Linked DNA regions of Mus musculus: region 2 is linked to region 1. A link is a contact called in public Hi-C data. All regions are on one chromosome and are shown on one strand. The core of a region is the stretch at or near the end of the contact, and the rest is flanking DNA. Distances in the headings are between cores, read along the strand shown. Region 1 has its middle 14 kb from the start of Gm32677. Region 2 has its middle 88 kb from the start of Gm32677.

Region 1 (3,740 bases), core at 348-2,847:
ATTCTAGCTTTACATTACTGATTCATCCTTGTTCCTAAAACGGATGAGGTTAAGGGCAAGTTAAAAAAAACAAACAAACAAACCTGTGTGTATGTGTGTGTCCTGTGCATATATGGGTGTTTGAATGTACATTGGACACAGGTTGCACCGGTTGACATGAGATCTCTCTTTACTGTTATCCATCTTATATATCAGTGCAGGCTCTCTTGAAGGACCTAACTTGCTGTTTGGTTGAGTCTGGCTAGCGAATTTTCTTGAGACTCTTGTGTATGCACCTCCCTATACTGAGATGACAAGTGGCTGCCATGCCCTCTTGGCTTTTGCAGTCGGTTCTAGGGATTCAAGCTGCCATCCCCTGCTTACACAGCACATGCCCTTTCCCTCCAGGCATCTTCCCACTCCAAACCTGTTTGGTTTTTTTGTTGCAAACCTTCCTTCTGTGTGTGGGGTCTATCTCTCCAGTTTCATTTCAGAGTAGCATTGCAAAGGCCCTGAGAACTGAGGACATTCTTGCGGGATGCCAGGGACAGGACTGGCATCAGTGAAATGCCAGTCACTCTGTGCAGGCATGAGTTTACTTGGTTTCCTCATCCACAGAAAGATTTCATGGTTCCATACTATCCTAGTTAGGTTTTATTGCTGTGAAGAGACACCATGTCCAAGATGACTCTTATAAAGGCAGTTATTTAATTGGAGCTGGCTTAGAGTTTCAGAGCTTCAGCCCATTATTATCATGACAGGAAGCATGGCAGCGTCCAGGCAGACATGGTGCTGGAGGAGCTGAGAGTTCTACTCAGACATGGTGCTGGAGGAGCTGAGAGTTCTACTTCTTGATCTAAAGGCAGTCAGGTGGAGGTTCTAATTCCACACTGGGCATAGGAGACCTCAAAGCCCACCTCCACTTCCTCCATCAAGACCACACCTACTCCAACCAGGTCACACCTTTTCATAGGGCCATTCCCTATGGCCAAGCATTGAAACACATGAATCCATGCAGACAGAACCTATTCAAACCATCACACGCACCTTACAGGAGTCAGTTTGGCTGACAGTGGTGGGCTGGGTGGGTTCTTGATTTTCACTTTTATCTCTCCTCTTTATAATGCTAGGCTTTTGGGTCATCCCTGGCTTTTTAGCCACAGTTTCTATCCTCTGACTCTGCTGGGCAGTCCTATGTTTAGGGGATGGTTGCCTTACTTTTAGTTCTGGTAGGTAGTTATGGAGCCCGGTTGTCTACTGCTGGTAAAGATTTGAAGCCAGGCTGTCTCAGTTGTGTGTCTCCCTGCCATGTCTGCATAACATCTTGGACTTGGGAGGAAGGTTACAGTGAACTTGCTTCCTCCTTGATGAAGTTGTCTGAGAGAGATGCTTGCTCTCAGCCCTTCCTGCTCCGTGCAGCATCCATACCTCCATCTGATTTCCAATCTCTCCAAAGGCAAGGGTGAGGCTTACTCTTCAATTCACCCCATATGCTCTTTTTATAGCAAGCGGCAAAGAAAACAAGCACGCGATTTTAATCTGCCAAGCTTACCGATGGGTAAGATGCCTGTGCCTGTGTGTGTTGCTAGTATGTCGAAAGATTGGGAGAGAGAAGCTGTGCAGGAAACATGCCAAGGTTTCTCTCCAAGTTGCGACATTTACTCACGATCATTTCTTTAAAGACGCTTTCGGTTATTTCCCAAGTTTTAATCTAAGTAGCAAAGTGTAATTTCATAGGCAGGAGACGTAAAGTTACGCTTAAAACATCCTGCCCACTCAGCCAGCAGGATGAGTGTTAGTGACCTAGCGAAGGAGATGGAGTTTTATGTTTTCCAGACCAAGCGTTAAGGCTTCAGTAGCAACCGAAAGGCAGTGGGGTAGAGAAACAAGCCCTGCTCTGCTGTGAAGTGAGGCATTTTCTCTTCACGGTTAGTGTGAACTCAAATCCCGTGCTCCGTGGGAGCAATGTGCACATTGGGATTATGACATGCCTGAGCTGAGGATCTAGTGCAAGAGTGTGTTCTTACAATATAGCTTCTGGGGTACTAGAAGGTGATTTTTAACACCCAGCTGTGAGCCAGGGCACTCCGAAGTGTTCTTTCTCGTTGAACACATAGTTCTGATGGCTCCTCTGCAAAGAAATCATGTGATTTTTTTTTAATCCACCATGCTTAACCATGGATAATGTGCCTGTGTGTGACAGTTGCATGCACGGCTCTGCCTTCTTGGCGAAGGCTTGGAGACTGCGACCTGGGTAGTACTTCTGTGAAGAAATTTGATTAATTTTCTTCCTTTACTTTTGATCAAATAAGAATTTTTGAAGCTTCTTTTGACCACAAATCCCCTTTCCAAAAGACCCCCTCCATGTGACTATCATATGCTCTGTGGCTATTGTGTCCGGGCAATGATGATGCTCTTCAGTGCAGAGGGAGAGAAAGATTGGCTTTGCTGGTCCCTCTTGCCCCCTGTCCCAGTGGAGGGTTGAGGTGTATTTTATTGCTGCCACATTGGAAAGAGGAAGGGCTGTCTTATTTTTTTTTCTTGGCGTTGCTTTGAGGTTTTTGGATTCATCTTAGGAGGTTCCCAGCTGTTTTCCAGCAGTCTTACTTAGCCTTTGTAAAAGTCTGAAGCATCTTGTGGGAGTCCGTTTGCGTAAATACAGGTTTAGGTGCTGGTAATTGTCAAGTGTACAGCCGGAGCCCAGAGATAGGGCAGTTTATTGTCTAAATTCCCAGCAAACACAATTTTCATGAACGTCATCATTCGGGGGTTTCCCCGGTGGCGTTTGCTTTCTATGCCTGGACCCCTTTCATGAAATGAAATGGGGAAAATAATTCGGGTTATCTAAAATAAACCAGACTCTGTTGATATTGGTAATCTTGATTGTGCACACACTTAGTGAAGTGCCGTCAAATTGCTTGAAAATGATTGGCAGCCCTAACAGTTTTCAAAGTCGTGCTCTAGAGAAAGCCACCAGGATACTGGAAAGAGGTTCTAGTCCAGGCACTACCTATGAACGGTCCTTACCATCAGCACAACTGCCTTGTAGAACCTTTTACTGAGAGCTCAGTACCTGCAAGTTGCTGAGTCCCAGGCCATTACCCCAGTGTGTCTATGGTACCAGGGCTTTGCTCAGCTGTGGGGTATGGACTGTCAGGCAGTGAAGGAAACTCACACTCACTAAAAGGGGTGGAGCCCCCAGAATCTCATACTCACTAAAAGGGGTGGAGCCCCACCAACCTGACTTGAAGCTCAGCTCTGTTTTGTATTCCAAACCAGTATACAGCCCTGGGTGGGTGGCATATCTTAGCACATTAGAATCAAATGCCAGAAGTGGCTGTGTGTGTTTGGTGGTAAAACTTTACACTGGAGATGGCATTTTCTTTCACTACAGTTTGTTGCGACTGGGTCTGCCGGAAGTGGCTTGCATTTCGTTACCCATTATGGAGAATCTTAGGTTTGACAATGGACATTTTGGTTCTTTCAAGAGAGTGTATCTCCACAGAGTGACGCTATGGCCCAAGACTTTCAAAGAGTCTTGTCATGATCCCTAGATCTCTAGTCTGAGATACTCCTTGTGCTGCTATGGGTCCGGAAGAACTTAAGAGGGTTTGTTTTCATGTCTCAGCATGGGCCCTGTCACCATGCAGTGGGCACTGGCAGGAAGGTGGGTCTACTGGCCTAGTCGCAGTTCTGACCCAACAACTTATAAGTCACTGCCCATGACATAATAGTTTCTCTGCTTTGGCAGATGGGAGGGG
Region 2 (3,740 bases), core at 337-2,836, 74 kb after region 1:
TTCATAAAAGCAATTCTGATTAGAGTGAGCTAGAATCTCAATATAGATATAATTTAAATTTCTCTGATGGGTAAGGATGTTGAATATCTTCCCCCCCCCACTTTTTTTTTTTTTTTTGGCTGTTTGTCTTTATTTGTAAAGAAGTTCCTGTCAATGTCACTAGCCAATTTATTGATTGGATTGCCTGATTTGGGGGGGGGGCACTGAGATTTTTGAGTTCTTTATATTTTAGATAGCCATCCTCCATCAGATGTCATAGAAGTAAAGTTGTGGAACCAGTCTGGATGTCCATCCACACGTGAATGAACAGAGAGATGTGATGTGATATGTGTGCGTGTATAATGGAGTTTTATTTTTCCATAATGATGAATGAATTTTCAGGGAGATGGATGGAACTCATAATGTTAAGCAGAATAAGCTCAACTCAGAAAGACAAATATCACAACTTCTTTCATATGTGGGTTCTGGAATTTATATATACATACATACACACATGTGTGTATGCATGTATTTGTGTGTATGTGTGTTTAAATAAATTATATATTCATAGTTATATGTGTATTTATATAATGACACAAAGCAGAAGTGAGGCTATATAAAGTATGGGAATGTTCCTCACTAAATGCATAACATATTTGAATGAAAAATCTCCTTATAAAATCTATCACTATATACGATGAAACTCTACCTATATGGCATCTAAAAAACAAGCTTCACACATAAAAGCAGTTCTCACTCCTGTGGTAGCTTTCCATCTATAGCATTTACCAAGTTCTTTTCTTCCAGTCTTTCTCTGTTTGCATGCACACGGCCCATCCGCTCTTGTAGCCATGAGAACCCCTAACGATTCCGTTGGATTTATCTTACTTCTCAGTCTGGTGAGCCCAGTGATCCTGTGGGTGCCCCAGCTTGCTTTCGGTGCTTGTCCCGACTCTTCAGATGGAGTTCCACCTTTTAGTATAGCATGCAATTATTCTTGACTACCAATTGTGATGTCTGGGTCAGGGGAGCCACTACAGGTAGGTCTTCATTAAGTGTAGTAGGATGTGAGAGAAAAGTTTTCCTACCTTCATTTAGGTCTGTCTTTAGTGAGTCAGCCCTGGACTGTTAACTTCAAAGCTGCTGTTAAGCCTTCCATCCCCACTCTTTACGGTGAGACGGGATGCTTTGAAGAAACTCAAGTTGAGTTTTTTTTTTTTTTCTTCTCTCAAATGGAAGGCTAGAACCAGCCAGAGTTGGGTACAAATAGGTTAGATGTCTCCTATCCCCCTACCCTTGAGCACGAGGAGACTTCTCTCTCAATATTTACTCTCAGGACATGGCAGAACCCCAGCAATTGAGATCCACAGAGGGGTTCCCTCACTGACCATTGCTCTGGACTTTTTAACTCTCAGACTAGTCCACATTGAACATTCAGAAATCCACCAGTTGTTTACAATTCCCAGAGCAAGCTCTTTTCCTTCTGGGTGTGTCTATGAATGTGTCTCTGTTTGCCGGTGTCTGCTTCGCTCTGTGTGGACCTCTGTGCACACCCATCCATCTCCCTAGTTTGGAAAGAGGCAGTTGGCATCACGCACTGACTTTTATGGACACAGAAATTCAGCCTTGCCACTTCTTTTCTTGACCTTAGACCGAAGTGGTCACTCCTGAACTACTATCCTGAACCACCAATTGAAAGTCACTGGTAGATTTTTTTGTTTTGTTTTGTGTTTTATTTTTTAAATTAAGTTTATGTCAAGGGGCAGGCAATTTTACATAAAGATTCTTGAAGAAAAGATGTAATTCTTCATGTAATTTTTTTTTCATGTGTAACTTTGATTTCCACCCATGGTTAATTAGCATAAATGCTCTCTCAACATGACTAATCTCGTTGCTGGACCAAAGACTCTTGTTGACAGCTGAGTGATTCTGATGACATCATAGCTGCAGAAAGAGCCTTGGTCAGTGACCAGGAGGTGGTCAGTAACAAAGGGTGGTGAAGCAGAAATGGAAAACCATTTCCTACAGAAGAGCTATTCTTTAATTAATCAGTACCTGGCTTTATATCAGTTCTCTTTGCCCTAAACTACAATCTGGCTTCTAGGGCTTGCACTGAAGAAAATAGCTTAGGTTACCTATTCAAAACAAAAACAAACAAATCAGAACCCTCTTCTGGTACCCAAATTTAACAGGCAAGCGTAATGGAACCCCATGGGTCGCCCACACTCACGTTTTAACGTCTATGATGTGGGGGAAGGTAGGTAAGAATCAACCTCCCACTCACATCAAGTCCCCTCATTGCAGGGACGACCTCTGCTTGACAACTGACCTGAACCCTGGTGCTTTTGCAGGGATTCCTGTGTCTCTAGTCAGAGCCAGGGGTAGAGATAGCATCATTCCCACGGCGCCTGACTTAACTTGGCCGCGGATGATAAAACAGATGGGTTGAAACCTGTCATAGGAGATTACATCGATTTAGCCATCTCTTCGAGATTTTTATCTTTTTGTTTGGATAGTTTAGCTCCAGAGATTTCCCTTGATGGATCTCTCTTCTAAAGGAGAGTTATCAACACATGGGCTTACCCCGCCAACTCTCCCATAGACTATAGGTTTTACTGTGTCATTAACTCTGCACTGGATCCTTCCTGAGCCTCTCTGGGTTTCTCATGAGAGATCCGGGGCCATCAGTGAAATCTCCAAGTCTTAGCTACTGATTTCATCTATGCAAAGGAAATCATAACAGAGAGGAGAGAAATGATTGACAGAAACTCCTCACCACTGTTCAGGACTGTGCCACCAAGTACCGCCTTAGGCTATATGAGAGCTACTAATGTACATGCAGGGCCATAGCTGACAGTTGGCATCTCATCTGGCCCCCATGGCATCGTTAGCACCAACAATTTTTTGGACATGATAAGCCCTCTAAAGTGTCTAAGAAAGAGGCAACTGATAATACAGTCTTGGTTGGGCCTTTAGGGCAGATCTCAGCCATATCTAAAGACAAGACCGCAGCAGGCCACGACACTGGGCCCCCAACTTCTCATCATAGAGCCTGTATTTATCCCCATTTTTCATTTAATAATAAAACCAATCCCATTGGTACAACAGAACCACAGTCAAGACTTAATATTTTTGGATGAAGTAAGAGGAGCCAATTTAGACAACTGAAGCACAGAGAATATTTTCCTTGAACATAGGCTGTCCAAGAAGACTCAAATTCTGTTCACGGCTATGCTATTGTTTTGGCTGGCTGGCTTGTAGGTTCTGGTAGTTTCTCTACTCTCCAAAGTAAAATATTGACACAAATGAATTCAATGTACTGAAGAGGAACGACAACAATGGGGTGAGACGCTATTGAGTAGATCCGGATCCCATCTTGCTCTCTGGGGAGGATCCAGTACCTTCTAATGAGAAAGCAGAGGATTCTGGGAGGCCAGGAGAGTGCCTTAGGTTAGTGCACTCCAATTCCCCTTTGTCTGAAAACTCAGGATATACCTCTGTCACTGCTCACGAAATGGCACTCTGGATCTTGTGTGGGGACCTCTCAAGAGCCCCTCTGTGCTAGCTGGGATTTGACAGTTCCATCCCCACTCCAGCATTGGGAAGGCATACCAGAATTCCTGGTCCCCCAGTCACCTGGTTCAATCTTATATAAAAGTCTAAATAGAGGTGTGTGGTGCTCTGCGGACTGTCCACCTGATAGGGGAATTAGGAAAACCAAGTTCTCCTCCCAAACCTGCTTGGGACTGAGAGCCTCCTCA

Evidence for each region. Hi-C and Micro-C count contacts between places; a contact is called where the count stands out from the background.
Region 2: a Hi-C map of muscle stem cells shows a contact between it and region 1, with 2.2 times the contacts expected there. The contact joins two enhancer-like sites. A contact is called at or near these places in 1 of 15 datasets of contacts at CTCF or cohesin (liver), 19 of 484 Hi-C or Micro-C datasets (the BV-2 cell line, the HL-1 cell line, Sertoli cells and 8 more), 3 of 115 datasets of contacts at active chromatin or transcription factors (embryonic stem cells and extraembryonic endoderm stem cells) and 1 of 9 other capture datasets (liver).

The regions. Positions count from the first base shown.
Region 1 is chr15:96,850,559-96,854,298 of GRCm38.p6, forward strand. No RefSeq gene overlaps it. Among named protein-coding and RNA genes, the nearest start is that of Gm32677, 14 kb to the left of the region's middle. Within about 2 kb of position 1,598, at least 7 of the 459 cell types and tissues checked have an H3K27ac peak or open chromatin away from gene starts, as enhancers often do. A contact at or near this core is called in muscle stem cells, where this site is marked.
Region 2 is chr15:96,924,960-96,928,699 of GRCm38.p6, forward strand. No RefSeq gene overlaps it. Among named protein-coding and RNA genes, the nearest start is that of Gm32677, 88 kb to the left of the region's middle. Within about 2 kb of position 1,587, at least 4 of the 459 cell types and tissues checked have an H3K27ac peak or open chromatin away from gene starts, as enhancers often do. A contact at or near this core is called in muscle stem cells, where this site is marked.